Regions from separate parts of the Drosophila melanogaster genome. Here region 2 is linked to region 1. Evidence: chromatin contacts called from public HiChIP or PLAC-seq data. All regions are on one chromosome and are shown on one strand. Each heading gives the region's core, a stretch centred on a gene start, on an enhancer-like site or on the middle of the called end of the contact. The rest is flanking DNA. Distances are from core to core; before and after follow the strand shown.

Region 1 (6,075 bases), core at 2,356-4,855:
TTTCCACAAAAAAAGGGCTGTAGTTACTAGAAATCTTCATTTCACAAAAAAAAAATAAATAAAAAAAAATAACCTTGCCCTTGCATTTTATTTAAAATAAAAGTTGTATCGACCTGCAAGGACAAATTCTTACTCACTTTTCTCGGAACTAAATGATTAGCAAAATGGAAAAGCGTATGTAAAATATACATACATAGCGATTTGTCACATTTCGGCTTTGGAGGCACGGCGATTTATTCATTACCTGACTGGGCCGTCGGAGATTTGAACTAAACGGATAGGTAGGCAGAACGCGCTGAGGCAAATAGCTAACTACATACTAGTTTAAGGTAACAACTTTGTCGACGCCGACAGCGGCAATAGCAAAAACAAAGCAGAATACGCATCGGCTCAAGACTAATGACACAACGAGTTTCTATTTAGAAACAAGATTGTGGTGTATCAACAGGTAGAGACGAAAACGACAGAGTCTAAACAAAAATATATGCGTAAAACAGAATACAGAAAACTGTATTTTCAGCAAATAAATAAACAAACATCAGGGTGTGTGTGAGTACTGTCGGCTCTCTGCATTCGAAGCAGAGGATCCAATGCCGTGTTTACATATACATGCATAGTTACACGTATACATATATCTATCTGATGAGTATCTACATATATGAACACGACAATGTGGTGTTAACTTTATATTTAAGTTATTAAAACAGAAAATCGGATCTGAAATTAAAATGTTCCCTGAAGAGCGAAAAAGTGCGCACGTTTGACTTTATTGTATAACTTGACCGATGACTGTGGATGTTATTATATTGAACTTAAGCAGGGACACTTACAGTGATGATTTGATTAAACAATCCGAGAGATTAGAGCAGTAAAATTTGAATCCTTTATACGTTAGTTTACTGAAAAGCTATCCACAAAGCCACAAATTTGCAGCAAACTTTTCTGTTATTAAGCACACTTACATGTGAGAAAAATACTAATTGAAAAAGGTTTCACAGTTAAAGGCATACACGCATTAATTAATCAGACACAATATTTTTGTATGTCATACATACATACGTATACTTTTTATCAACACACTTGCACGAGAATTCATTCTTGGGCCAGTCAACGAGTACCGAACGCAGCTTTGATCGCTGCTCTGCCAGCACACGAATGCCGATAAACACTCATATATATATTTGTTTTTGGCTGACATACACTTATACTAACACAGGAAGTTATATATGTTGCATATATGTATATTTATTCATCAAAGCACAATTGGGTGCACCCGCGACGGTAAGGTGATATATTTACACATTTTGTACTTTAAATCAGGCGCATAATTAATTTATACTGAAACAGGCACAAAACAAAGAATGGTACTCTAAAATAATTCCCGGTTCAAAATGTTATCAGATTTAAAACGCCGTACCACGTCTGCGTTGATCGAATTTTTTTTAAATTAGTGCTGGAATAACGACGATGGCAACTGTCGATAAGCAGGCGTGCATCGATGTTCTGCCGCGACAATTCTCGATATTTTGCTTATATCGAATGGCTCGATTAGCATTAAATAATCAAAAAAAATTATAACAAGAATTTTCATTTTTAACTTTTCAATGTTTGTTAGATGTTAAAACACAATAATAAGATTTTTTATTATTTTGGTTCGCTTAAGCTAAAGGTCGATATATTCATTTAAACTCCTAATAGCGGTTTGGGGTCATGCTTAGTTTTTAGAATGGATTATGTACATGATAAACTCATGCAGTTTTCACCCATACGCTACAATTTAAAGATATCGTATTTCGCTAATCACTGAACTTGTCGGGCATTGCCATCCTAATTTTAAAGTTTGGTTGTCGATTAACATTGTACAAATTACATCTCAAGATGGCTGCTCTTGATACGTGCAGATTTCAGAATGATACTTCGAAAATTCACCTCTCGGTGTATGTAGAATTCAGGATGGTAGTTCTTCATATGTGCATAAATCGTATGGCAGCTCCCGATATGTACAAATATCAGGATGGTAAGTTTCAAAATGTGCAAAAATCGGAAGGCACCTCCCGTGATGTGGGAGTTGCCAGGTGGCAACTCATGATATGTATAGGTGTATTTCCCATTAAACGGGCCAGCATTTGACCATTTGACCAGCATTGCCAAGCGTATTTCACCGATCCACGTCATTTTTAAAATAATCGAAATCGAAATGCGAGACCGTTTCTGAACTAGCAGTTGCCTAGCATCCTCCTAAAATTCATGAAGTTATATTGTATGGTGTGCCCCAATACAAAAATTAAAAACATTTATCAATCTTTCTTCATTTTAATTATAAAAATGTATTTAAAAACACTTGGGCCTGTTCCAATTTAACTGTGATGTTATTGATAATGGTAAACGATATCATATGATACGCACACTTTTAAAATTTGCCTTGGACCCAATTAAAAAAACTGACCGCAAGGCGGGATGATCTCGACGCCGAGATATAATGGAATCAAATTAGGCATGCAGATTCAGTTTGTTAAAAATATTTGGATGTTTGGAGAACACGCATAATAAAAAAAAGAGATCAATTTCGTACGCCCATAACTTCTGTAATGAAGCTGTAGTTCTACGTATTTTGGAAAGACCCTATGGCTTAGCCGGTCTCGAGCAACAGCATAGATATATTAGCTTTATACAAAATCATTTAAATGCTTAATTTTGTTCACTTAATTTTTAAAATTTATTTTTTTTTTTATTTATTTTGCTTTATACTAAAAAAAAAAGTCAAAAATAGTAAAATAAAACAAAATTAAGACATTTTACAAAATGATTTTTTTTTATAATTCTTGGCTCGTATCGAATAATTTCAGGATAATGAGACGTTCTTTGCTTACAAAAAAATTGGAATGGAAGATTAAAAATAATAAAATGCAAATATGAATTTACCCAAAACATTTATTCACTGCGTTTATATTTTTCTTATATATTTTTACCGTCTATGATGAAAATTAGTCGTGAGAAGTGAACCAACGCCGGCTGCATTTGTGGCGATGGTCAATAAACGTGACCAAAATACATATTGTTTCCGCTTCTATTACGAGTGACAGAAATGGTAACAATTAAAAAACTAACAAAACATAGAATTGTTTTAATGAAATTTAATTTTTATCAAGATTAGGCGTCAAATATAATAATTAAACCCCATATTAGAAATTAACTAAAACTATAATATAGAAATAATAGCTAGAGCAAAAAACAGCTTAGAACGGCTGATGCTCTTCTATTTTTTGTTATGTATTACAGTTACAAATTTGTTGGTCACGACATTTACTCTTTACTGTTTTCTGTTTATATTTTATTAAACTACAAGCGTAACTGTTCCTTTAAGGTATATTTTACAAGGATTTCGTAGTTTGTACTTCCCATAATACAAGTTGTAGATATATCCTTTGGCTCACTAAAAAGTAATCGTGTACACAGTGCTCCAAAAAATTTTCGGAACGCAGCACAATGAGAAAGCGATATAACACGGACATATTACTGCATACAGGTCTCAAATTATAAAATGACACTCGTGGCCTTTACCAACACTGGTTTCCTTTTTTCCACATACGTCGTCAACGTGATTCGACCTTTTCCGGTTTATTAGTTGAACATGGCAGTCGGCAAAAATAAAGGTCTTTCCAAGGGTGGTAAGAAGGGCGGTAAGAAGAAGGTGGTGGACCCGTTTTCTCGCAAGGACTGGTACGATGTCAAAGCTCCGAATATGTTTCAAACCCGTCAAATCGGTAAAACACTTGTAAACCGCACCCAGGGTCAAAGAATAGCATCGGATTATTTGAAGGGTCGCGTTTTCGAAGTGTCTTTAGCAGACTTGCAAAAGGATATTGATCCAGAACGTTCTTTTCGCAAGTTCCGTCTTATTGCAGAAGATGTTCAAGACCGTAATGTGCTCTGTAACTTTCACGGAATGGACTTGACTACGGACAAGTACAGGTTAGTAAACGTCTATAATGCACAAGTCTCGACTTTATATTTGTAAATGTGCACTTGCATGTATAAATGTAAATGCTTACTAACATTTCAATATTGTTTAGGTCGATGGTTAAAAAGTGGCAAACACTAATTGAAGCTATTGTCGAAGCAAAGACTGTAGATGGGTACCTCTTGCGAGTGTTTTGTATCGGATTTACTGCCAAGGATCAGCAGTCTCAGCGCAAAACATGTTATGCTCAGCAATCGCAAGTCCGAAAGATTCGTGCTCGCATGACCGACATTATTACTAATGAAGTTAGTGGTGCCGATCTAAAGCAGCTTGTTAACAAGCTGGCCTTGGACTCGATTGCGAAAGATATCGAAAAAAGCTGTCAGCGCATATATCCATTACATGATGTTTACATTCGTAAAGTAAAGGTATTGAAGAAACCGCGCTTCGATGTCTCAAAGCTTCTGGAATTGCATGGCGATGGCGGTGGCAAATCCGTGGAAGCCGTTGTTTCATCCGAGGGAGCCGTAATCGACCGCCCTGAAGGTTATGAGCCCCCAGTACAGGAAGCTGTTTAAATTAAATATGAAATGCATATTTTTTTATGTATTGCATTCAAACATAAAATACATTTCTCTACAAATTGCATAAACTATTTTCTTGGCTTGTTATATTAGTTTGTGGGCCTTTGGGAAGTCTTTCGTCTTTTAGGCATATGTTTGTTCCAGCCGTCCATCCTGAATGTGGTATGTAAATCTAACATTTTTATGCTAAGCCTCCACTTACTTGTATATTATATAGGCTACGTTTCGTAACGATCGAGGTGTATACAAAGAAGCCGAAATTCACAGGTATGTAAAGCATTTAATTTATAAATTCCAATGAGAATTAAAACGTGCAATACAGAAGCCAATTTCTTATAATTTCTTTGTCTTTAAACTTAAATTATTTAGATTGCTTTCCTATTAAAAAAAAAAACATTTTTAGCTTTTTTTTTTCGAAAATTTGAACAAATTTTTTTATATTTTCTTTAAAACATTAATCCCTTTAACTTTTTTACAAAAGTATATTTATATTACAGGCTACATATAAGTCATCTTGACGTAGCTGTAACTAGATGTATTTTACAAACATATTTGTTTTAAAGAACTTTATAAGATTTATAAGAAGGAAATTGTTGCATATATTATTGCACTTTTATTATTTAATATGATGTTGTTATTTTTCGTCTCTGTCATTTATGATGAAAGCTAAAGTGCTGAAATTCATTTGTTTAAATATAATTTTTAAATAAAAGAATTTTACTTATAAAACTTTGCTTTTTCGCAGGTATGTCGATTGAATAAAAATCAATATATACCCCAACTATGTAAGCATGTCAAACACTTTGGTGGATTCCATTTCCAATACTACTGGAGATGGCGTGAAGACGACTACGATATATACAAGGAAATTTTAAAATAAGCTTGGTTGTCCGATTAATCCAAATGAAATGAAAAATCAAAAAAAATTTAAAAATATATGGTTTACTTACATATGTAACTTTATTTTGAATATGACATTCACATAGGCATGATACACGATTTTATTTGACTATAAAATTAACTAGCTAAGTAACGGGTAAATGTTGTTTTAGCCTATGAAAATATGTGCAATTGGACTTAATCTGTAAGAGCCTCTAAAGCTTATACTGGTTGATTCAACTGCTTTGATAGAAAATTTAGTTGGTAAATAATTGTTTCCGTTTATGCTGCTTTGTTTTCCCTCTATCATTGCGGATTACAAAAGACGTCCTGAGAAGAACCGTTATCTTTTTAATTCTGCTTTGTTTAACTTTCGACAAAAATTGGACACGTATATTGCATCATCAGATTACCGCCCCCAAATGCAATTTTGAATATCTTCCATAATTTGAATGGTAGGACAGCACAATTTTTTATGCTGTTTAATTGAAAATTTTGCGAAATAATTGGGAAGAGGAACAATGTAATCCTTGTAGGAAAGATCCGAAATCATAGCTTTCTATGAATGCGGAGTGTCCTTTCATTATTGCAGAAAAAAGGCAGACATCGCAAAATTATAGGAAAAACCATAAAGGTGGCAATGACAGTGTC
Region 2 (6,075 bases), core at 2,034-4,533, 1.1 Mb before region 1:
AATTGATAATTGATAATTGATAATTGATAATTGATAATTGATAATTGATAATTGATAATTGATAATTGATAATTTATAATTTATAATTTATAATTTATAATTTATAATTTATAATTTATAATTTATAATTTATAATTTATAATTTATAATTTATAATTTATAATTTATAATTTATAATTTATAATTTATAATTTATAATTTATAATTTATAATTTATAATTTATAATTTATAATTTATAATTTATAATTTATAATTTATAATTTATAATTTATAATTTATAATTTATAATTTATAATTTATAATTTATAATTTATAATTTATAATTTATAATTTATAATTTATAATTTATAATTTATAATTTATAATTTATAATTTATAATTTATAATTTATAATTTATAATTTATAATTATTATATTATAATAATAATAATAATAATTATAAATAATCTCTTTAGTTGAGATTTTTACCAATTGAACTGCTTCCATGACATATTTAAAAAGCCTGTCGGTTTCATACAACATAGAATGTATGGATGTACATACTTCCATTTATTACATCAAGACTTGATGTACTCAAAGCTAAATTTTAGCAACCATAAATTGATATTCAATCAGTATATTTATGTATGTTCCTTTTGTAAGATTATTCTTATCTTGTTTTATATGATTTTATAGACAGATCCATATAACGTACACAAGTTGTATGTTTGCTTGATAAGATTATACTATAGCGCTAATCATACTTCAAATATAAAGCTTTTGCGCACATGCGTACATACGTATGTTCAAATGAAAAGGATGTACTTTTGATTATATATATGTATTTATTTCAGTATACATTCATATCAATACGAACATATACTGATCATTAAAATAAATATTAACATAAGCTCAGGCATTGACAACGCTGACTGTATATTAATGTGCAATATATTTACATTGCAAGATACTTACATTTCATTATGCCGTATACAGCGTGATGATGATTTCAATTCATAGAACTCCATATTCTCAGTAACATTTGGTAAGAAATCCATATTGTCGTTATCATTCAACAAGTTTATATTTAGATCAAACTCCATATCAAAGCCCAAATCGATTCCAGATTCCGTCATATTTAGGATTAAATTTTTTATACTTAGGAAATTTTATATACCCAACTAACAATATACATAGAACAATTTTTATTTTTTACTAATTATGAAGTTCACATAATTTCGCCTCAGCAGTTAAAGATTCGGAACTACTAATGAATACCTAAAGTTTCATAACACGTATAGAGCTTTTAATAGTGGTGAGAATATGACAGTAAGTGATCGCACATATATCGTGATGTTAAAAGAGCTTAGAGAACTGCCAGTATCTCAATAAAATTTTAAGATATAATTATCTTGTATTTTACTATCAATATAGTAAAAAAAATCATTCAATGTACAACGACAATTTAACTAAATATAACTAAATATATGTAATTTGCATAATTATCATATTATGAAGGAAAGAAATCAAGCTATATATAGCGGCTTCTTAGACAAAAGTGATACAACTAAAGTTTCTTTCTCCTAAAGTTTTTAAGTATTTTTACTCTTCCCCTTATTAGGATTTTCTTTTTCTTATTAGATTAATTTTAAATTTTTAAACTTATCATATTACATTTCACTTTGAAATATATAAAATATATATATTTTTAAATAAGAAAATTAAAATACAAAACAGCTATCAAATCGAAAGTTTTAAACAGAATGAAGTAGTTTGGTATGATTATTTATCCGATGTACTTCAGTTTTTTCCGACTCTACTGAAAAGGGGAAGTGTTAACCGACTCTAACACAAAAGATATTTTCAGCATTGTTTTTTCTACAAAATATTCATAAACGTTATTCATAAAACGTTAAAAATAAATATTTATTGTGCTTTTATTATTGTCAAAACATGAACAATAAAGCATGCAGCTTTATTTTCGTAATTGAATTAAGAAAGTTATCTTTGGCAAGCCGAATCGTAAAGTAACGGTGTAAACAGATTAAAAACAAATTAATAAAAACTAATGAAGTTATTCCGGCATGCTCTGGTAATGGTCATTTTTTGGATTTGGGCAAAATCTTTCGATTTCGTTTTTAGGTGCTCTGGTTTTCGCAACATTTCTGATATCGGGATGCTTCATAAACAGTAAACAGCTGTTTCAGACCATAGAGCGGCCATCTTATTCACAATTTTTTAAATTTTATAAGTATTTTTACCTTCGTACATATGACCTCTTGCCAAATCGAAAATTTTTGTTGCCGACGGCAAAATTTTGTATGGCAAATCTGAGGTGGGGTCAGAAATAATTTTTCTATAAAATATCTATGTCGCAGAATAATCTTGTGGGGTTATGTGGAGTAAACAATGGACCACTAATCTGAGGTGGGGTCAGAAATAATTTTTCTATAAAATATCTATGTCGCAGAATAATCTTGTGGGGTTATGTGGAGTAAACAATGGACCACTAAGATCTAAGATCTGTTATGGCCAAACAAAAGTGCCCGTTTTACAAATCAAAAGATCGAAAATTTTTGTAGCCGAAGGCAACATGTTGTTTGTCAAATCTGAGGTTTAATCAGAAATAAATATTTTATAAGATATCTATGTGGCAGAATGATCTTGTGGGGTGATGTGGAGTAAAGAAGGTACCACTAAGATCTGATTTGATATAAATATAGGCATTTACTTTTCATTTCGGCCAAACAAAAGTGAAAAATTCTTGCGAATTCAAAAACCGGAGCACCAATTTTTCGATTTCACATCGAAATCGTAAGATTCTTACGAATTCGAACACAGGAGCACCAGTTTTTCGATTTTAAATCGAAATCGTAAAATTCTTACGAATTCGAATACCGGAGCTTGCCCGATTATATTTTATTTTATAAATTCAATTTTTCCCGAGCGCTAATATGGCAGAGAATTTCGATCAACTCACATTTGTGTTCCACTTTAAATTTGTCTTCATATCAGAGCACGTGCTTTTGGTTTTCTAAAAACAACTCCTACAAAAACCTTTATATTTAATATACAATGCGGTTAGTCTCTTTGTTTGATCTAAATTGTTTCTCTTGAGTATTGCTTGCTATTATTAAAAGATTTTCAACTCTCTGAAGTCCTTTTAGAAGCATAGAAGTATTTAGAAGATTTAAGAGTTAAAGTATTAAATAGTTTGTGATATCAGAATTACTTTTAAGTGGAAACGGCGTTTCATAAGCCGATATAAAAAACAATAAATACATATCTGAATTTATCGATAAGGTATTTCATATTATAAATTTATGTAAACTACAAATTTGTCTGTTCAAAAGCCTGCGAGTCATTGTAAAATACAATAATCATATCTGCAAAGTAAACTAAATTTATTATGAACGCTGGGTTATTTTAGTTTTCAATAAAATGTAATACCAAAGTTCTGTTTAATGTAAATTGGTAAACAATTTACGTGCAACTCTATACATTGTATTAATCAATTTTGGGCTATATGTGTATATAGATATATAAGTGAATGTATATATTCAATGTTACAGCATGTATTATTAAAAATATTAGTTTTTTAAGTGGCTCATCAGCTCTAAATTTAACTTTGCTTAATTTGTTCAGTAATGTTAAACTATATTTTTGATTTTAGTAATTTTAGCCACCCAAAATATGGAAAAAAAGATCTCATCGTCATCCCAGCCCCGGATTTTAAAAAAGAAGCACTTCAGGGTTAAGCATCAAAAGGTTAAATTATTTAGAGCCAATGAACCAATTTTAAGTGTGTTCATGTGGGGAATAAATCACACTGTATGTAACAAATATTAAACAAGAAAGGCAAGATAAGCTAATTTGAAATATTTCCAGATTAATGAATTAAGTCACGTTAATATACCTGTAATGCTTTTGCCGGACGATTTTCGAGCTTATTCTAAAATTAAGGTGGATAATCATCTATTTAATAAGTAAGAAACCAAAACAAATACATTTTTGATATTCTCAATCGTTGGTATTTTCCTGTTATTATATCCACTACAGAGAAAACATGCCGTCACATTTCAAAGTCAAGGAATATTGCCCCCTTGTGTTTCGAAATTTACGTGAAAGATTTGGCGTTGATGATGTTGATTACCGCGAGTCCTTAACTCGATCCCAACCTATTCAAATTGATTCGTCTGGAAAATCAGGAGCGCAATTTTATCAGAGTTATGATAAGTTTTTTATAATAAAAAGTTTGACATCGGAAGAAATTGAACGAATGCACGCATTTTTAAAGCAATACCATCCGGTGAGTAAAGTATGGTTTAATTGACTAAAATATCCTTATTATAATTTTTAGTACGTTGTGGAGAGACACGGAAAAACGCTGTTACCTCAATACTTGGGAATGTATCGTATCACTGTAGAAAGCGTGCAATATTACTTCGTTGTCATGAGGAATGTTTTCAGCTCCCACTTGACAATACACAAGTATGAAATATGTTGAAAGTTACACCGATTATATGTATAGTATAACCATTATTTATTCGATAGAAAGTTTGATTTAAAAGGTAGCACCGTTGATCGGGAAGCATCAGAAAAGGAACTTGAAAAAAATTTGCCGACTTTCAAGGACAATGATTTTATAAAACAAAAAGTGAAATTAGACATTGGAAAGGAAGCTAAGGACAAACTAATGGACACGCTGAGCAACGATGTGGATGTAAGCAAAAATTTTTATTTTATTCGTATAATAATTGTTTTTATCAAAATTTAAACAAGAAAGAATGCGAGTTTCCCGACTATCAGATATCCGTTACTCAGCTAGTGGAAAGTCAAAGCGAAATTTAATTGGGGAATCAAATGAGAAACAAGGGAGAACGCTATAGTCGGGTTCCCCAACTAGTTGCCCTAATATTAACGGCATTAGATGGGAGGAGAAAAATGTGAATTGACTGGACGAAGAAGTTCGCTAGAAACTGCGACACAACTAATAAAATTAAATAAAATTTGTTATAAATGTGGGCGACAGGTGGCAATAAGTTTTTTGGCATATCAATAGAAATTTACAAGACTAAAAAAAATATGAAAAAATATAAAAACAATATTCAAAAGTTCAAATCTTCATGTCTTCATTTAATAGTTTCTGAGATCAAGGCGGTCATAAGGATTGACGTTCGGATTCAGACATTGATCCTGATCAGGAATATAGCGTCCGAAACGCTTCATATTACCTGTTATATACTTTCCAACAAATATAGTATACCAATTTACCAAAGACAATAGAATAACAAGATGCGTAACGCCATACGATTTTTTTTTGGCGTGGCTTTAGAGGTGGCTCCAGGCTCTCTCGAATTTTTGTTCAAGAGCGAGAGAGCGGAAATCTCTACAGCCAGCAGCTCTTTTCTACGCGTACCAATAGTACCAATATAGTATACCAATTTACCAAAGACTATAGAATAACAAGATGCGTAACGCCATACGATTTTTTTGGCGTGGCTTTAGAGGTGGCTCCAGGCTCTCTCGAATTTTTGTTCAAGAGCGAGAGAGCGGAAATCTCTACAGCCAGCAGCTCTTTTCTACGCGTACAGTGACAGCCGACAACTGTACGTATGCTCATGCATTGTAAATTTGACGAAATAAGCCCTTCATCTTAGAAGTTCTTAGACTTTAAATCTACATTATTTTTGATCAATTGGCACCATGTACAAATTTATTTGTTTTGAATTGCCTTAACGTTGTTTTTATTTAAATATAGCTTAGAAATAATAATAGCCTAATCTTCTATGTACATAATACCAGAAAATAAATTTCAAAAATGACTTTATATTAGAATATTTGTCATTAGAGTATTCAGCTTGCGACGACTAGACTTGTTGAATCGATCTGAAACATCGAAATTTGGGAAGCTGTAAGTGCTATAAGGAGTGCAATTAACATATCGAGGATCATCGTCTTACATATCTTGAATGTTATTAATTCATAGGGACTACAAATTTGTCGCCTTGCACATTTTATATAAATTTCAGGTCTTGAAAATCATACGAATGTGCTGCCATTTTCAAGCATATTGCGTTAAATCTAATTCATAA

Evidence for each region. HiChIP or PLAC-seq counts read pairs in DNA pulled down with a chosen protein or histone mark.
Region 2: a contact with region 1 is called in a POLR2A S2P HiChIP or PLAC-seq map of the Kc167 cell line, with 5 times the contacts expected there. The contact joins the promoter of PIP4K here to the promoter of RpS3A in region 1. A contact is called at or near these places in 11 of 107 Hi-C or Micro-C datasets (the Kc167 cell line, brain, embryo and 4 more) and 1 of 6 datasets of contacts at active chromatin or transcription factors (the Kc167 cell line).

The regions. Positions count from the first base shown.
Region 1 is chr4:64,737-70,811 of dm6, reverse strand. It overlaps RpS3A (Ribosomal protein S3A), which reads left to right and starts at 3,605. Exons shown (of 4, transcript NM_001258475.2): 1 at 3,605-3,972; 2 at 4,074-4,707; 3 at 4,763-4,812; 4 at 5,291-5,587. The coding sequence starts at 3,632. The coding sequence ends at 4,539. pan (pangolin) reads right to left here and starts at 1,159. Exons shown (of 12, transcript NM_001258477.2): 1 at 831-1,159. snoRNA:CD-24 (a small nucleolar RNA gene) reads left to right here and starts at 5,167; the gene lies at 5,167-5,235.
Region 2 is chr4:1,194,056-1,200,130 of dm6, reverse strand. PIP4K (Phosphatidylinositol 5-phosphate 4-kinase) reads left to right here and starts at 3,283. Exons shown (of 10, transcript NM_001038717.2): 1 at 3,283-3,423; 2 at 3,654-3,811; 3 at 3,869-3,966; 4 at 4,040-4,289; 5 at 4,341-4,471; 6 at 4,535-4,703. The coding sequence starts at 3,674. It overlaps Mitf (mitf,), which reads right to left and starts at 1,279. Exons shown (of 9, transcript NM_001038719.2): 1 at 956-1,279. The coding sequence starts at 1,116.